Regions from separate parts of the Mus musculus genome. Here region 1 is linked to region 2. The links are chromatin contacts, called in public Hi-C maps. All regions are on one chromosome and are shown on one strand. Each heading gives the region's core, a stretch centred on a gene start, on an enhancer-like site or on the middle of the called end of the contact. The rest is flanking DNA. Distances are from core to core; before and after follow the strand shown.

What was found. Hi-C and Micro-C count contacts between places; a contact is called where the count stands out from the background.
Region 1: a contact with region 2 is called in a Hi-C map of cortical neurons, with 2.5 times the contacts expected there. The contact joins two enhancer-like sites. A contact is called at or near these places in 3 of 484 Hi-C or Micro-C datasets (cortical neurons, embryonic stem cells and muscle stem cells) and 1 of 115 datasets of contacts at active chromatin or transcription factors (embryonic basal ganglia).

Annotation. Positions count from the first base shown.
Region 1 is chr5:132,110,916-132,116,813 of GRCm38.p6, reverse strand. The region is part of intron 2 of Auts2 (autism susceptibility candidate 2); the gene reads left to right. Among named protein-coding and RNA genes, the nearest start is that of 4930563F08Rik, 230 kb to the right of the region's middle. Within about 2 kb of position 3,158, at least 12 of the 459 cell types and tissues checked have an H3K27ac peak or open chromatin away from gene starts, as enhancers often do. A contact at or near this core is called in cortical neurons, where this site is marked.
Region 2 is chr5:131,453,356-131,459,642 of GRCm38.p6, reverse strand. Auts2 (autism susceptibility candidate 2) reads left to right here. Exons shown (of 20, transcript NM_001363480.1): 15 at 1,733-1,804. Among named protein-coding and RNA genes, the nearest start is that of Gm29681, 42 kb to the right of the region's middle. Within about 2 kb of position 1,477, at least 17 of the 459 cell types and tissues checked have an H3K27ac peak or open chromatin away from gene starts, as enhancers often do. A contact at or near this core is called in cortical neurons, where this site is marked.

The sequences.
Region 1 (5,898 bases), core at 1,909-4,408, 660 kb before region 2:
AATAACAGTGCAGATGAACTTGATAGCAAGAGTTGCTAGCACTCAGGCAAAGAGCTGAAGGTGTCTTCTTCCATGTCAGTTATGTTTATGTGGGCTGCCAGTAGAAGGATGGCTGAGATTTAGGGTGGGTCTTTTCACCTAAATTGATTCAGTCAAGAAAGTCCCTGACCCGAGTGCCCAGCTTCTTGGGTTGTATCTGACAACCAAGATGAGGCATCATTAGGAGGTGTTCCTTAGGGGCTACTCACCTTGCCTTTTGGAGTAGGGTTTCACTGGGAATAGTGCTGTCCTAATTAGCCCAGGCAGGCTGGTCAGGAAGCCCACGGGATCATCTTGTGTTCCTTTCCCCTGTGTTAGATGAGGAGCATTCAGCACCCTGCTTAACTTCCTGTGGGTGCTAGAGATTGAGCTCAGGTTCTCATGCTTGCAAGGCAAGCACTGTCCCAGCCCTAAAAAGGTGAGTTTTAAAACAGCCCATTACAGATGTGCTTTCTTGAACTCGAACACAATACGCGTATGTTCAAAATAAACTACATATTTAAAAAACAAAAGAAAAGAAAAGAAACCTAAGATTTCACTGACCTTTGAGGACAGCTTGGTACAGCGATCTGTCTGTGTTTAAATTTCTCTGTCACCGCTTGCTGCAGAGAACAGTTTAGGACAGGCAAATATCAAGCCGTGGTCACATATTCCATGGGGTAGTGGAACAGAGTGAGCTTGTATCTGAAGCAGCTGCAGTCACCTCTGAGCCTTTCTCTGTCATCCCACCTGGAAGGTAGCAATCACTGGTTATTGTGCACAATTAAAAGGATGATTATATCCATTTTCTGAAGCTAGTTATCCAGGTAGCCCTTTTCAGTGACCTGTGAGAAGGTATGGTATCCCCATTCACCTTTCTAAGCTGTACAAGAAATGGGATATATAAATTAGCTTCCTCTGGTGATGAAACTGCAGTTCTCCGCGAAAGAAAAACAGGTTCGTAGCACCATCTACAGGCTACTGAAGAGGAAAACTTCTGCTTAGCTCCTAGATTCAAAGACTGGTGGAGAGGGGCATAGAAAGAAGAAAACCACACTGTCTCTCTTAAATGTATTAACTGTAAATGTTGTCATGTGTATTTTTCTTTTTGTTACCCCCTATGCATATGTCTCTCTGTGTCTGAGGTTAAAATGCTGATCTAGTAGGGTCTATGTTTTTCATTAGCATCTGGGGGTTTATTCTTGTTTGTAGATTTCCCCCCCTTACATTCATCCTGTCAATATGGAGTTAGTTCAGTCCGCAGCAGGTTCCTCCTAACTATGTTATGTTATGAGACCCAAGGAATGAAGCCAGCCACCCGTGTACCTTATATCTCTGCTCCTCGTGTACTCAAAGAATGCGTTGTATCATCTATATCCTTTTTTCAGGGAAAAGTAAATACAGACAGTTTTGGTTGCTTTTATGTGTGCTTATTTGCTATTTACCTTTAAAAAAAACAAAAAACAAAAAAAGCTCTATCAGGCAGGCATCAGAGTCAGTGTGATTCCCGAGTCTGTCCTCAAGGTTGTATGATTTTGTAGTCAATGGCCCAGGGCTTGAATAATTTTCAACATGAAAGGATCTGGAAAACTTGTCTTTTAGATGTTAACAGGGAAAGTTTTGCATTTTTTTGCTGTTTTTTTGGGTCTGTCTGTAAGTGTATGCCATGTGCATGCAGTTGCTCTTAGAGTCCAGAAGAGGGCGTCAGATCCTGTGGCGCTGGATTAGTGATGTTGTTGGGAGGGGCTCCATACAGGTCCTGTTGAGCAGACTTCGTACCCAGGGTGTTTGCAAGAGCAGCAAGTACAGCAATTGTCTGCAACCACCCAGCCATTTCTCTAACCCGGAAGTAATATTCTAATATCCAGGGATGTGAGTCAGTTTGTCTTTTTTGTTTATTTCTTTTGTTGACAGTAAGCTAGCCATGTTATTTTTGTCAACCTAGGATATATTCTTGGATTCTTTCAAGGACGGTGTTATACAATGTTTGTGCTACTGTTCCAAATAGCCTCTGAGAGGCTCCACCCAGCAGCTGACTCGGACAGACAGACACTCACAGCCAAACAGTTGATGGAGCTCTGGGACTCTTGTGGCAGAATAGGAGGAGGGATAGCTAGCCGCAAAGAGAAGAGAGACTCCAGAGGAGGATCAACAGAGTCAAGAAACCTGAACCCTTGGGGCTCTCAGTGTCTGAACTACCAACCAAAAAACATGCACATAGGTAGCAGATTACAGTTTGGTTTTCATATGGGTCCTGAATAACTGGAGGGGGGCTATCCCAAAAGCTGTTGCCTATACATGAGATGTGTTCTTCTAGCTGGGCTGCCTTGTCTGGCCTCAGTAGGAGAGGATGCACTTAGCCCCTCCAAGACTTGAAAGGTCGGGGGATACCAAGTGGGTCCACACCTGCTCAGAGGAGGAGGGGAGAGGGTGGAGGAATGATCATGGAAGGGGGTAACTGGTAAGGGGGCAGTAAGCATGATGTAAAGGAAATAAGTAAAAAAAAAAGAAGATGATGAAGAAAGAAAGAAAGAAAGAAAGAAAGAAAAAGAAAGAAAAGGAAAGGAACAAAGAATTTATTTAAAGAACCTTTGTGGGTTGACTTAGTAAATAATACACCCTCTTGTCAACTGACGCTTTATTCTTTTGTAATTTAATAACTTGTTACAGTTTTTGGAACACTGGAGAAATCAAGTCTTCAATAAATCATTCAATAGTACATGAGTCTTCCTCACAAATATTGAGCATACATTTTTAAAAAGTGTAGAATTTTACCCCCAAAATGTCATATTTAGAACTAAGAAGCCTAGAGTCACTACATAGTATAAAAAAAGAAAGCATGGTAAATGGCTTCAGAGTTCTTATAGCTCAGTTACTCTTGGATTATGCTAATTGAAAAGTTATAAAATGGTATTAAAAAAATAACGCGTGAAGAATTATGCATGAAACACTAGGGCATTTTTCTGAAGGAGAAAAGAAAGCAGTCATTCTCACACCAGCAGAGGTTCAACACAAGGTTCTGGCTGGAAATTCCACGGCTCCTATTTCTCCCTGTTTTTCTTGCACCAGATGGCACTGTTTAGTTCTCTTTTGCAGCCTTGTTCTGGAACTTTCTGTGGGAGAATCTGTTTCAGTCCAGGCTCACCAGTGACACCTCCTATATCCCACATGAGGCCTTTGTGGATGCTTGAGAGAGGCCTTGACTCATGTGTAGCTGTGTCTCGCAGGACCCACGGCAAGCTTGTTAGCAGATCTGAATAAATCCACGGATGGATGGGAGCCTGAATTTTCCTCCCAGAGTTCAGCGGCTGTTTTGATTCCAGACGTCTTACAGTGGTGTGGTTTTTCAGAGTCTTTGCAGGCGGCTCTTATTATCTGATGCATCTTAGATGTATTATATGAGTAAAAGTGTGTCTGTAGTCATACAGACACAATCTTTTTTTATGAAGTCTCTTGGAGCTCTTAAAATGCTCTTTGACATTCGGTAGGACTTCTGTTCCACAGCATCATTGAGTTATATTAGCTTCAGATATTAAAACTCAAAGAACGTTTTGTGCCATTTCTATTTATTCCTAGGGCTGGTTTATAAAGAAATTACTGCAGACCTTTGATGTCACTGTGTCTGAGGCTAGCTGTTCTATCTCCTCCTTGCTACTGCTGTCAGTACAGTATGCCTTCAGGAAAGCAGCCTCAGCTCACTCCTTAATAAGAATGCCAGTATCGCACTGTGGTCCCTCCCCTTCCTGATTCTTTATAAGCATATTATTTTGAGGTGTTTTTTCTTTTTAGACTTTATTAAATGCTGATGAATGTTTTTGCTCGTCTGTATGTCTGACTCCACTAGGTCTGAACGGGTCAGAAGAGGGCATTGACTTCCCTGGAAATGGAGTTTCACTTGGTTGTGAGCCTCCATGTAGGTGTTGAGAATTGAACTTGGGTCCTTTGTAAGAATCCGTACTCTAACCTCCTGAGCCATCTCTCCCACTCCTATTTTACTTATTTTAGTGTGTGTGTGTGTGTGCGCGCGCTGCACGCATGTGTGCATGTGTAGATAGGTAGGTGTGTGTATGTATGAGTACAAATGTCTGCATAACACAGAAGACAATATTAATTTCCCATGGAGCTAGAGTTACAGGTAGTTGTGAGTTGCCTAGTGTGTGCACTATGAAACTCTGGTCCTCTGCAAGAGCAGCAAATGCCCTCAACCACTGAGACATGTCCTGGTCCCCACTTCTTTTCTACAACTCTTTTAATTTAATTTAATTGTGCTTAATTTTGAGATCAGGTCTCATGTAGCTTTGACCTGCAGTCTGTAGCTGAAGCTGACCTTTAGCTTTTGACACCCCCCCCGCCCCCCCCCCATCTCAGTGCTTGGATTACAGCTGTGTACCAGCACACCTGACCTCGTTTTGTGACTAATATACATGCCTGGAGCATCATCGTGTGATGCTCTCATGAATGATGCTCCCATGAAAGCTGCTTTCCCTTTCCTGTTGTTTCTCAGAAACAGTGGATTGTTGACACTCACTGATATTCCTGTAAATGCAACACTTTTTTTTCTCCTTCATCCTGAGTTTAGCACTGATTGCTGCTGTCCTTCGGTATTTCCTTGTTCTGGGTGTTCTTGGTTTTTGTTTTGTTTTGTTTGGTTGGTTCGTTGGCTTTGGAGTTCTACGATTTAGAGGTGGGAATAGAAAAAGAACACGTTCTGAACTGGGGTTTTAAATGCCTCTCCAGGGTGTGGGTCTTGGTGTACTTAAATTCAAAGGGTGCATTTCTGGTGCCTTCCTCTTGCCCTCCTATTTTTTCTCTCCCTTACAACCCCTCTTCCTTGTGGAAATGGCATGTGTTTGGTTTCTAGGGTTCTGGCCCTTCAGACTGAGCCACTGCTGTCTGTAGACGCACGCAGGAGACAGACTGCTTCCATAAATCAAACCCTGGATTTTATTAGAGTGTTTATGTAACCTCAGTTTATGTGCTATAATTCTTTGCTCTTGCCTCAAGTAATTCCCAAAGAGGTTGTTTGCTCTTTTCCCTATAAACATTCTGGTATTCACCTTTTGTTTTGATATTCTCCCCTCCCTGCTCTTCTCTGCCTTTAGGGTGGGGTAGGCACATCACTAATATATGGTGGCTTTGAACCGAGGAAGCCTTTGCTATGCATGGCTGCCTCTGCCTTCCCTATGCTTTCCCTTCATAACATGTTGGTCCAGTCAGATGGACTGCTGAGAGGGGATATTCTGAGTGAGGACTTAGGGTGAAATTGACTTTTAATGGAAGAAAATACCAGGTTGTGTTGACCAGATACAACTGTGCTCCATATCAACAACTTATGTAGAGAGAATGGTTGTCTGTTGGAAATGAAGACAATTTGACTCACACACAGTATATTTTTCAGAAATGGCTATATACTTTCCTTTTCCCAGTTCCTTGTTTGAGTCTTATATTGGGCCAGGGGATGACCCATGTAGCTGAGGAAAATGTGACTAGTCCAGATCACCCACAGTAGAATTGTATAGCACCAAGTTATGGCGTTACCAGTTAATGCATGGGTGGTGCTGTAGATAGTCACATGTATCCCATATTTCTGGTTTAAAGAAGGTCGAGAACCAGGGAGAAGTTTCTAAAGGACATACACACACAGCACCATCTCCTTTCACTTAATAATGTAAACGTTGGATGTAAAGCTTAGAACTGTGTTATTCAATGCTGTAGCCTCCAGCCACAGATAGCTTCTGAGAAGCAGAAATATGGCTCTCTGAGATGTGTAACAATACAGTACAAGAGGATTTGCATCTCAAGTAGAAAACTGACCATGTAAACCATCATGCTAATAATTCCTACTAATTATATGCTAACATATTCTTTTGGATACATGGC
Region 2 (6,287 bases), core at 228-2,727:
TATATATACATATATACATATATACATATATACATATGTATATATATATATATAAATGTAATAGACAGACTAGGTTAGGTTGTTGTGAGACAAGGTCTTGTTCTTCCTCTGACTGGCTTTGAACTTGAGAGCCACCTGACTCATCCACCTTCCCCCTGCTCTGCTGGGATAATGGGCAAGGGAAAGAACAAGCCATAGGCTGGCTATAGTTAGTCTCTCTTGAGATAGTTTATTTTGCCCAGAGCACTCAATGCTAAGTGATATATACCTTCCTCATCCAAGCTGCCTCCCAGGAAAGTATGGGAAGGATCCTAGAAACATGGGTAGAATATTTCCGAGGTCCAGAGTCTGGCCAGGAGGTGACCTCTTGGTACTTCCTGACTTAGAAGCAGATGACAAGAGTCGAATGCTCCAGTTCCTGCTATTGACTGTTACATAATCCCTGTCTTAGGTATGTTTTTCTTTGCTATAACAGTACCTGACGAGCTTAAGGATGGGTGTGTTTTAACTCACAGTTCAAGGTTGTGGTACATCCTGGCAGGAAAATGTAGGTGGCAGGAACTTGAGGCAGTGGGTAAGAAGCAGAGAGAGATGGACTCTGGGACTCAAGCTTGCTCTCTGCTTTCCATTCATTATAAGACCCCATCCAGTGAATAGCCCTGTCCTTATTTAGAGTGGGTCCTCCCGCCACAGTTAGCCGAATCGACTAATCCTTCATAAGCTTGTCCAGAGGCTGACTTCATCTACATAATCTCTCGTGGGTTCGCCTGGCCTCTTGTCTCTTGGGTGATTCAGGGTCCTGCTAAACCCCATGCAGTATTAGCCATTACCACCCCCCTCTTCCCTGGCCTGAAACCAACGGCTGTGTTATTGGTGACTCTAAGCAACCCATCATTCCATTACATGAGAGCATCCCCAGTGTCAGACTTGGGTCTAAGTCAGAGGCAGCCTCTTGCTACAGAAGCTGGTGTTAGCTGCTGCAGAGTGGGGCAGGACTTTGTGGGGCAAGCACATGGAGATGCTGAGCAGAAAGGAAGCTCTGAGAGTTAGCCCCGTCCTCTGTGACACCACACAGATTGACACTTGCTCTTCAGAAGGCGGAAGAGAGACTTGATCCCTGCAGGAAGGAAGAAATCCGTTCTTCCTTTTCCTCCTCAGCTACTCATTTCTGCCTTTTCTCTTCTTTTAACTACAAGAGAATAAGGACACACGCACGCATGCACGCACACACGCTCACTAGTTCGTGGCTCTCAGTGCAACACGCAAGGTTGCCAGACTGCAGTAAGAATGTGACACATCTCTATGTAGCACTTCGAAGGCCCCTCTTCTTGTTTTGATTCGATCCACAGACATTCCCTAATTAGCTTTTCTGGACAGCTGATGTGCCTGTTAGCTTGACAGCATTTGTTAGGTAGGCCTGCCTGCTGGCACCGGAGAAGACAGGCTGCACAAAGAGAGAGTCGGGTCTTTGCCATATTGTCCTTGGCAGAGGACTGCTTTGTAAAGGAGCTGTTGTCTCAGACCCACATGGGACAGGGGGATGCGGGTTCTGACTCCCTCATGCCTTAACTTGGAAGAGCTGCTTCTGGAAGCATTTGGTTGGCACAGAGCTCTCCCGTTTTCATGAAAGGGAAGTCTCCATAGTGCAGAGCTGCAGGGAGCTTGGGGGCCAAGGAAAGGTGGGCTTTCTGGTGTATCCTCCGTCTGACCATGCGATTCTTTCTTATTCCAGAAACCAGGAAAGTGGTGCGCCATGCATGTGCATATCGCCTGGCAGATTTATCACCATCAACAAAAAGTCAAGGTGGGTGTGTGACTCTTCCTGTGCACAGCTGGGCGGGGCCGGGCTCACTCATGAGGGACTCAGTTTGTAGCCAAGGATGGCAGGCAGGAAGTATCAAAGGCTAGTCCATCTTCTTTTGTTCTTTTTTAAAAAAATTTATTAGTATTTATTTATGTGCAAGTCTGCATAGGACAAAAGGAGAGTGTCAGTTTGGCTGAAGCTGGAATTGCAGGCACTGGTGAGCTGCCCGATATGGGTGGTAGGAAGCACACTCAGGCCCTCTGCAAGAAGGAAAGCCATCAACACTGATCCCCGAGTGTTGTTTGCCTTTTTGTTGAGTTTGGAATGGAAAGGGTGTAAAAACTGGATTGGCTCATAAAATAAAAGCTTTTTGAAATCTATGTAGAACTCCTATAGTACAGACTAGACAAAACTGAAACCCAAGAAGAGCCAACAGGGAATGTTTTAAGGTTTGGGAGTTTTTTGTTTCTGTTTTACATTTTATTTCTGTATTCATTATTCATTGCTTTGTGTGTGTCTTTGTGTGTGCGATATCATATATATATAAGCAAGCATGCGTATGTGTATCAGAGGACAACTGTGCGTCTCAGGGAACAAACTTAGGTACTCAGACTTGGTGATGGATGTCTTTCCTAGCCAAGCTATCTTATCACTCCAGGTAGTTTTGATTTTTGTGCTTGTTTGTTTTTAACATAAAATTAAGGTGCTAGAGAGATGGCTCAGCAGTTAAGACTATTGACTGCTCCTGTGGAGGACCCAAGTTTAGTTCCCAGTACCCATATTAGGCAGCTTACAACTATTTGTAACCTCAGCTGCACCCTTGCAGTTTCCAAGGACGCCCCTGCATGGGCACACCCATATACACCCACTCAGACACAAATACACATACATTAGAAAGGTTTTTAAAGATACTTAAAAAGATACTTTTTCATATTATTAATTTGGAGAAGTGGTCATTTTTTACCCCACAAGAAGCTGAAGGTACTGAGCGCTCACTGGCCATGCGTATAGTAATTGACCACATTGAACCATCACTCTTCATCACATCAGTCCTTTGGGAGGCTAGAATATACTAGACCACTTTCTGGCCAGTTACTATGCCTGTCTATAGATGAGACCTTGTTCCAAAAAAAGGGAGGGGTCTGGCAAGATGGCCGAGTTAGGTAAAGGTAGGTACTTGCCACCAGGCCCGATGACCTGAGCCTGATCTTTAGCGCTTACACGATGGAAGGGGAGAGCCAACTTCTACAGGTTGTCCTCCAGTCTCTACATGCATTGATAGATGGACAGATGGATGTAATTCTTGGGGGTGGGGTGGGAGATGGGAAGGAGAGAGAAAGGGAGGAAGAGGAAAGAGAGAAAGGCTTATTGAACCCCGTGGAAGAGAGGCACTGTGTGAAGGGCTCTGTTCAGTGATTTAAAGGAAGGGGTGAACCTAAGCAATGATTCCAGCAGCTGATATGCCAGCACAGGTGGGGGCAGTCTCAGAGCCCCTCCCCCCATGAAGAGCTTTACGCAGTCAGTGAATTCCTGAGAGAGGGAGAATCAGTCTAGGTTGAGGCCCCTGATTGGTTATCCAATACTAGGTAAGCAATCCTGAAAATATACATGCAAGCAATACTGGATGGCCTCAGCAGGTTGCACTTGTAATGTATATTAATGTGTAGGTGTACATATAACAATAAGAACTTACAAAAAACAAGAGGGTGAGATGACTTGGCAGGTATTTGCTGCCAACCCCAAGTACATGAGTTCGATTCCCAGACCCGCATGATGGAAAGCAAGAACAAGCCTTAAAATTATCCTCTGCTTTTGACCTGCACAGTGGCGCAAGTGAGCACAAACATGGATGGATGGATAGATGGGTAGATAGATAGACAGACAGACAGACAGACAGACAGACAGATGGACAGATGCTAACAAAAGAGCGTGTTCACCTCCTTGAGTAGCTAAGGCATCCCTTCGTTTCCCCGGCACCTGCTCTCACTCACACCCCACCAGTGAGTCTTGCTCACTTTTACCTTATTACCAGGCAAGGCATAATTAGAGCCCTCCTAGTTGAGCTCAGCTAGAAAATGGGTGCAGTTTGAGGAGCTAACTAGGTTTCCACGATGACTTCCATTCACTCTGGTCCTGGGTGACGGGTTGTATAGCAGCAGGTAAGCCTCATCGTCTTCCGTTTAACTTCCTGAGCCTAAAGGGATGAAGGATGACAAGGAGGCCGCTCTCTTAGCGACTTCTGTTCCATGAAGATGCCCCTGGTGACTTGGCTTTCATTATCCCAATTCAATTAGCTAGGCCTCTCGAACACAGGGTGACTCGGTTATCTTCCTCTCCCGGCGAATGTTTCCTAATCCCCAAGCCCCGTTCTGCCTGCTGGACCTTATTTGCTCTTAATGAGTCCACACCATCTACCATGCGATATTAGCACTAAATAATTTGGCAACTCAATTAAAGGAGGTGCTTCGGAGATTTTTATAGATTCACAGAGAATTAGAAGCTTGGTTTGGGGGTTTGGCTGCTCGTCGAGAGTGGGGCTTTCATTATGGTATTCCCCACAGACTGGAGCAGAAATTGCATCTCTGTCCCTCGCTCCTGAGTGTACATTTACTCATTCTCTTAGCCACTTCTGGGTTACTTGTGGAGACCTGAGGCCTACAGGCTCAGGGCACCGATCTTCCTGTTACCGTAAGCATTCGGTAGTGAGACCCACTGGGTGTGTGTGATCTGTCTATTTAAATAAAAGGTAGTGGACTGGGGAGATGGCTCAGTTAGTAAAGCGCTTGCTTTAAAAGCTTGGCAACCTGAGTTCAACTCCCAGAGACCACCAAGAACACTGGTCACAGTGGCTTTCACTCACAGCTCCGGAGTAGAGGGAGTGAAAACAGATGGACCCTTTGGGCTTGTAGCCAGTCGGCCTAGCCTGGTGAGCTCTAGGTTCTTCATAGACAACGGATAGATAATCAACCACACTAAAAAGATGTCCTCTGTTCTCCAATGTCACATGCATACTCGTGTGCACACGCTCATGCGATGGTAAAGGTTCCATGTGTTTTCCTCAGGTGCATGGCCAAGTTTCACCTTCAAAGAGTGGGTTGCTGGGTGAGTGAGGGTTGGCTTATCGTTCACACCCTTGTCAATGTAGGTGCCTCTCCTTTGTAAAGGCGTGTGTCTGTGTGCCACCCCCCAGCCCCCCTCGTTACACAGCAGCAAACAGGTTCCCTGAACAGGAGAGCGTGTGAGGCTGGACAAGAGTAGAGTCAAGATGGCTGAGATCATCAGAGGAGCCCAAAGAGATTTCAAGAGCCAAGTAGAAGCAGGCCCAGGATAACGAATGAGCCAGAGAAGAGCAGGAAGTACAGCTAGGAGCTAGGGGACAGTATCACTCTGAGGAGGCAGGAAACTGGCCGAGAGGGAAGGCTCTCTCTCAGAACGTAGGAAGATGGGTAGATTTGATGCCCTGCAGTGCAAGGGGATACCGACCTCCAGAATGATGCTGGGTAGGGGCTGAGGCAAAGATGGTGGGCTAATAGCTATAGCCATCGAGGGGGGTGGAGCTAAGTTAGCTAGAGGAGAAGGTGGAGTGAGTCCTCGGATAGTAAGTACAGTGCCTCTACACAGTCTCCACGACTGGTTTGACTTCCTCATCCCAACTAATGAAGGATGTGAGTTGGAAAGGAAAAGATACTTCTCTCTCTCTCTCTCTCTCTCTGTGTGTGTGTGTGTGTGTGTGTGTGTGTAATGGGTGTTCATATGCACGTGTATACTTGTATGAGGAGCCCCAATATCAACCTCAGCTGTGGTTCCTCAGCAGCCATCCATTGCTCTTTGAGACAGTCACTCATTGGCCTGCAGCTCAGGGGCTAGGCTGGCTGATCAGAAGCACAGCTACAGTTTGCTTTTATTTTTGAGGTGAGTTCTAGGGACCAGACTCAGACTCATTGCTTGCTTGGCAACCACTTTACTCACTGAATATCTCCCCTAGTTTCGGTGGTGGTTGTTTGTTTGTTTAAATATACAACAGGGATTCCATTAATGTGTGTTATATTAGAATATGACAAAGAGCTATTAGGCAATTAAGTTTATACATCAGATTGTTCTTACAGAATTCCTAATGTAATGAGCTTTAAAATACTATTATTTTAAAATTCACAGGCAGAGGGGCTGGATAGATGGCTCAGACTTTAAGAGCACTTGCTCTTTGTCAGAGTTTGTGATGAACACATGCCCAAAAGCAACTCGGGGAGGAACAAGTCCATGTCACAGACCATGATAGAGGGAAGTCGGGGCAGGAACCTGGAGGCGGGAACTCCCAACAGAGCCTATGAAGGAATAGCCTCCTGCCTGGAGCTAGCACCACACACCACACATGGGCCTTCTCATAGCTGTTATTCATGGAGAAAATGTCTCACAGACTTGTTCATAGGCCAGTCTGGTGGAGGTATTTTCTCAATTGAAGTTCCCTCTTTCTAGATGACTGTCT